Linked DNA regions of Dromaius novaehollandiae: region 2 is linked to region 1. Evidence: chromatin contacts called from public Hi-C data. All regions are on one chromosome and are shown on one strand. The core of a region is the stretch at or near the end of the contact, and the rest is flanking DNA. Distances in the headings are between cores, read along the strand shown.

What was found. A called contact is a pair of places that touch in the nucleus more often than the background predicts.
Region 2: a contact with region 1 is called in a Hi-C map of ovary, with 5 times the contacts expected there. The contact joins the promoter of GJA3 here to the enhancer-like site in region 1. A contact is called at or near these places in 3 of 4 Hi-C or Micro-C datasets (brain, liver and ovary).

Annotation. Positions count from the first base shown.
Region 1 is chr1:199,595,648-199,598,853 of bDroNov1.hap1, forward strand. The region is part of intron 3 of CRYL1 (crystallin lambda 1); the gene reads left to right. Among named protein-coding and RNA genes, the nearest start is that of CRYL1, 23 kb to the left of the region's middle. Within about 2 kb of position 1,579, at least 1 of the 2 cell types and tissues checked has open chromatin away from gene starts, as enhancers often do.
Region 2 is chr1:199,717,309-199,720,514 of bDroNov1.hap1, forward strand. GJA3 (gap junction protein alpha 3) reads left to right here and starts at 1,553. Exons shown (of 2, transcript XM_026112092.2): 1 at 1,553-1,636.

The DNA of each region.
Region 1 (3,206 bases), core at 329-2,828:
CAGAGATGAGGAGGTGTCTGTAAATAGCTCCAGGCAAAGCTGAATTCAGGTGCCATGAGCCAGTAGGATGGAAGATGATCTGGACTGGGAAGCTATATGGCTGTGTCAGTGAAGTACCTCTGTAACTGAAAAGCTGCTGAAGGGCAGAGTATGTGAATACTGCAGTGACACAGCTACTTCTGGACTAGTATCTGGTCAGCTCTGAGTACTGGGCAGGTAAACATGGATGTGTTTGCTTTCAGCTAGGTAAATATAACCTTAGGCCTGGTCTTATCCTGTCTACCTTAAACACTTAACAACACCAAAAGTTGCATTTTAGCCTCTGAGACCGTTGATTCTAAATGGGTTAACTGCCTTGACATCTTTGCAGAGGATTGGGGAAAATTTAAGGGTTAGAACAATTGAAGACCAAAGACTCTTGCTATAAAATATTTTATCAAGTCATTTTAATAACTCTTGTGATCCCTTTGTACAGTGTAATGACGGTCTTTGAGTTGAACTGAGAGATGGTGTTCCAGGAAGCAGCTTGCCAGTGTCACCCCCGTGGTGCTGCAGTTGCTGTTGCCCCCTCCTGACGGGCAGAATTGCCTTTCTTCTGGCTAACTCCTGTCCCAGCATCCAGCTGTGGCATAACTTCTTAGAGCATCACCTACGAGACTCCCCGATCAGTTGTTTCTCGTATGTTGTCTAATTGTACCATTTTCCTGGTTCCAGTCGCTTGCTTTGCAGTTATAGCTGGTTATATTCATTTTTCCCAAATCTCATCTGACTGGCAGCTTAAAAAAAAAAAGACGACACATGGTGCTTTTGGGGCAACTAAGTCCCCGAAGACAACCCATTTTCTAACTAAAGTGGGCATGTATGATTGTAGAAAGGCTCTTCCTTTAAGTCAGACAGTCAGCCTGTGCCACCTGAACTGAGCCAGATCTATTTAAAAGTGTAGTCAAGTGCTAGTGCAGAATTTGGTAGGAGGGCTGGTTGAACAGTAGTGTTCAAAAACAAAAAAAAAAAAAAAAAAAAGAAATGTTCTGTACACCTTCCCTTTGGCTTCTCATATGAGTGGAGTTTTATTTTATTCTTCACTCCTAACACTCTAAAATTCACTCCGATCTATCCTGGGTGTATAATAACTGGTATTGTCTACTATTACAAACTTGCCTGTTCAACTTTTGTCAGACACATGAACCTCATGGAAAAAGACAAATCTCTTCATATCATGATACTAACCCTAGATGAAGCTTCATTTGTGTGTATTTAAAAAAGAAAACAACAGCAACCCCCTCAGATCTGCAAGTTTTGACTCTGAATTGGGTAACATAGTTCTGAAAAACAGTGCTTCCCTAACTCCTGTTTTGTATTTCATACTAAGTAAAGGTTGAACAGGCATTTGTAGTGCAGTCATTTGTTCTGAACAGTGTACAGTGGCAGTAATTTGATAGTTTATTGCTCCAGTTCCTTAAAAGAGTATGTTTCTGAGCTACAGAAAAGTACAAAATGTTTCCCTCTGAAATGCTGGATTTCACCTCACTGGAGTGGTATTTACTTGTACTGTATCATGTGGGTAGAGACTCTGATTTCACTTAAGAGCTAGTGATTTAGCAAGCATCAGATTTCACACTGGTATGAACTAATACATTCAAGACACCTGAGTAGTTGTCAAATCTTTAGATTTGAAGGGAATTATAGCCCCCATTTTTTTAAAGTAGTTTAGCCTAAAAATACTGATGTTTTAACTGATGCTTTACAACTGCTACCTAAAAAAATTAAAACCACAAACTAAAAGACAGTAGATCAGTGAGATTAGATTCTATTAAAGCTTTTCTGAATATGAACTTAAGAGTATTTTAAAAGCCAGTCACTTGTAGATTTGCTATAAGACACTTTTTGAATTCCAGTTCAAAATATAGTTATAACAAGTTCAAACCCTATGAATCAGAATTAAATTTGTATAGGAGTTCCCCTTGCTCCAGTCCTCTGCTTCTCAACAGAACAGCATATGAGAGGATCCTGCCTCTATTGGAAGATTCACCTTTAGCTTTGTTGGCCTACCAGCTATAGAGTTGTCCAAAATCAGGCTGGAAGAGACTTCAGAGGTTACTTAACCCAACCCCAGCCCCAAGGCAGGATTGGTCATACCTAGACAAATGTCTGTCAAAATGGTTTAACCTGTTATTAAAAACCTTGTGTGATGGGATTCCTTCTCTGCCCCCATGTAAGTATTTTATTTTGGGGCATACCTGTCCTTACTCTGAGGGAGTCTGTAACTGAAGTCCCAGGATGTGAACATAGATGACCATACCTTTCTGTTTTATTTACTGTTTTATAGTTACATCAACTGGCAATAATCTGGGCCCCCTCATTAAAGAATTGCCAGTCTGCCTTTTAATTAAAGGAGGTGCTGTCCTTATCCTGTTCTCTTATGCCTGGTTTATGGAATACCACATCCCCTTCAGGCTGGGAATAAACACTTGAGTGCCCAAATTGTTTTGGGCTAGCTAGAGTTGTTTTACATCTAAAAAGTCTTTTGTCTACAAACATTTTGTTAATCATCTGGTGTTTGAACATGTGCTGGGAATCCCATTTTGGAGGAAGGTGTGTACTGAGGGCTGTGGGAATGAATAGCTGCAGGGTGGGGTGGGGGGAAGGTAAACAACCTATTGAGCTTTGGTCATACTGCCTTGCTTGTATCCCATCTTGTTTGGGTTCCTGCATTTCCCCCAGGTGTTTCAGGGTCCATCTCACTTGATCTCACCTCCCTGCTCTGGTGCACAGCCAGGTACTTCCCTCCATTCCCCCTTCTCTGTGATCCCAGCTCCTGAGGTGGGGGCTCAAGTTCAAATCATGTTCTAACATAAAAATAATGTCACTTTCTAGAGTCTGTGCTCTTATTAAAAAAAAAAAAAATCCTCATTCTAACTGATCAAAATGCTGGCACCACATTGCAAGATGTGTGTAGCCTGGGGACTCCTTTGGTAAGAGCTGTATGCTATAGCTGTGTCCCAAACCTATGAGTTTTGTTTTCCTTAACTCCTGCAGTAGTCCTTGTGCTCCATACTATCCTTGGCTTTTCTTATTATTCCCAATTTACCTTTTTTGAAATCTCAGACACTTGTAGACACTCCCAGTAGTTTTTTTTCAACCACAGTTTTAAGGGCAAATGCTTTGGAAAGTCACTGTCAAAACTCCGATAGGTCTAGAAAGAGCTG
Region 2 (3,206 bases), core at 303-2,802, 120 kb after region 1:
CTCCCGGAACACAGAACCAGGCAGATGTAGAGGTGCAATGGGGATATATGGTACAGATTAGGTAAAAGATTACTGCTGTGATATTACTATACTTAGAATCATGGTACAGGTGTGTTTCTGATATATCACGCTTCTTTAGTTTATACCCATTTGTCTCGTGCCACCACGAGCCTTTAGTTTAATAGATATTTTCGTCCTCATTCAGTTGAAATATTTATAGGGAGCAATCAAGGCTCTGCTACGCTGCTCTTCAGAGTGTCTCAGGCAGAATTTGTCTTGGATAGTATTTTTACCGAAGGGAACAACAAAAGGCCTTGAGAAGGACCTGATACGGACATGTTTTCACCTCTCTGGCCGGCACATAGCTTACTATTAACAGAAACTTGTGTGTTGTTGCTGAAGAGCCATCATGCTGGTTTTTAGTTGTCTAATGTTTTCCCTACTCAGGGCAACAGCCAAGAACACAAGAGTCTGACCAAAAGGTAGGCAATGGTAATATTTTTGAGTATGGATGCTGAAAGTATCAACAGTCACATCAATGTGGACACGTAAAATGTAGTTGCAACCAATCAGGCTTTTCAAGCAGTCTGTGCACAACAGCATGACAGCTACTCTTGCCTGAGGAGGGTCTGTGAAAGACGCTTTTCAAAAATAATATCCATTGCAGAAACACAAAACAAAGCCTTCTGTGTGAAGAACTGAGGTTTAAGACGCACCTAACACCTCGCGGGTGAAAGCGAGATTCTCCCTCCCAGGTCCGCAGGCCCCAGCGGAGCCGTCTAGAAGCCGCCACCGGAGCCGAGCGGCTCCGCCGAGCCGTTACCGCGGCACCAACGGCCGCCAGCGGGCGGCGCTGCGTCGCGCTGCGCTGCGCTGCGGAAGGGCCGCAGCGGGCGTGTGTGCGCGAGAGAGACTCTCTGTTTTACACACGTTTTCCTTAAAAACATGACGCCAAGTCAGGAGTCACTGCCGCGAAGCAGTGGCGGCGAGTGACGGCCACAGTGCCCCGACTACACAGAGCCCCTCGCGGCCAGCGTGGACGGCGGGACCCGCCATTTCCCGGGGGGGCAGCGGGAGCCGGAGGCGGCTGCGGAGATGGAGGGACCCGAGGGAGCGGCTCTCGCCTGGCTCCCTCCCACCAGAGCCCTCGGGGGCTCTCCAACGGGGAGGCGCCGCTGGCCTGAAGCGGTGGCTCATTTCTTAGGCTTCTCGGAGGAAGAGGCTGTTTATTCCTTAGGAAATCCCACCCTGGCCTGCGGAGGATGATCATCCGCATGGCGGCGACGCCTTAAAAGCACGGGAGAGAAGGGCGAGCGTGAGGCACCCAAGCGCCCCGCGAGCTGCCGGGGTGCGGGAAGGCAATTAGCGCCGGCACCCGCCGAGGGCCGCGCAGACACCCGCGCAGCATGGCGCGGCATGGCGCAGCAGCCCGCGCCGTGCCAGAGCCCCTCGGCAGGGGGCTGCGTCCGGAGCTGGCAGAGCCGTCGGCTGCGGGAGGCGGGCGCGGGGAGGGGGGAGAGGGAGGGCCGGGTGCCCGGTGCCTATAGGGGAGGCTGTCCCCGGTCCCGCACCACAGGCGGCCTCCAGGCGACGGGCCGCCGCCTGCGCGAGGGGGCTCCGGCACGGGCGGCAGCAGGTAGGGCTCGGCCGGCCGGGCGAGCCGCGCCGCCGGCACCCTGCGCCCGCGCTTCTCTTCCACACGCTGAGAAAAGTTTGGCGGCTTTTTTTTTTTTTTTAACCCTTTCCCCCTTAAATGAAACCCTCTGGACTCCTCCGAGCGAGTTAAGCTTTCGCTGCTTAAAATAGCAAAGCGTCAGTCAAGCTGCCCCGCCAGCGGCCGGGCTGCGCCGAGGGGGCGGGGGGGAGGCCGTGGGCAGAGCCCGGTGCCCGCGCGGGCGCACCCGCCGGCGGCCTCGCTGCCCCTCCGCGGTGCCCCAGGGCCGCAGCGAGGGCTGCCCTCCGCGGCCGGGCGGGGCGGGGGGCCGCGGCGCAGCACTGCGCGTCGCTCTGAGGAGGAATCGGGGAGGCGGCATTGACTGCTCTGACTGCCCCGTGAGGAGCCGAGGGGCGGGGGGCCGCCGCTCGCAGCCGGGACTGGTGACGCTGCTGGGCGCCGTAAGCTGCCCCAGTGGGAGGTGGGGGAAGGCCTTCTTCATTCAGGGTTAGCGCTAACATCTGAGCGTCGATGTGCGGCATTTCGAGCCAGTTTTACTCCTGGAGTGGAATTAATCCTAAATAAAGCAGACCCGGCATTTCTTTCAGCTTTGTAAGTGGTGCCACACACCATGATGGAATTGATGAGTGTGACCGTAATGGCCCAGGGGTTTCCTGGGGTGAACTCAGTGTTACCTCAGCCCCTTCTTCTGAGCATGTTTTCACCTGAGCGTTTTCCTTTTGGGCTTTCTCCTGCGCGCACAGAAAACTGCCACGTGTCCTCCCTCAGGCCCTGCATCGACCAGGACTTTGCCTCGCTCTGGCCAAATGTTTGGGCTAAAATTTACCGAAAGTGTGCCAGTTGCTCACTTGTTCACTTAGGACTCAAAAGGAATGCAAAGTATTTGAGATGAATATACATTCTTTGGAATTTTCCACAGATACTTATGACTTAATTAGGCAAAAGTTTACCGTTGCTGTAAGTAAGGTGTGTTGTTCGTTTTTGTTTCTTTGTTTGTTTTTTTTCCCTGTAGGTATAGTATCAAAAGGCATTTGGATCCATCCCAGACTCCCTGAGGAATCACATAAGCCTGGGATGTTATTAGGAGTCCTGAGAGTGTGTTAGGTCTGTAAGAGCCTGGAATAAATAGGAAAAAGCAGTTGGACTGAAAAGCCAGACCCAAAACTTTAAAGGGAACTTTAAAGGGAAAATTCCCTTGAACATGTTAGAACTAACCTAAAAGAATCCAGTGTTTTCCATCAGACAAAAAAGTCCTTTGAGAAGTTTGAACAGGGTGTCTGGTATTGTCCCCCTTGCAGTTACTGTAACCTGCGAAGTCTCCTCAAACTTACACCTGCCCGTCAGGGTGCCTGCTCCTCTGCAGTGAAAAAGGCCCTTGAATATTTGGATAGCTGGACAGGCTTGTCTTTCCTTTGTACGTCTGGGGTGGGACGCTCCTTTCTGTGCAGTGTTTAGGTCTGTGTGGCCAATCCTGTGTGGACACCTGATAGATGTGTCTCATTCATGCTTCACTCCCTTGGGATGTCGGGGC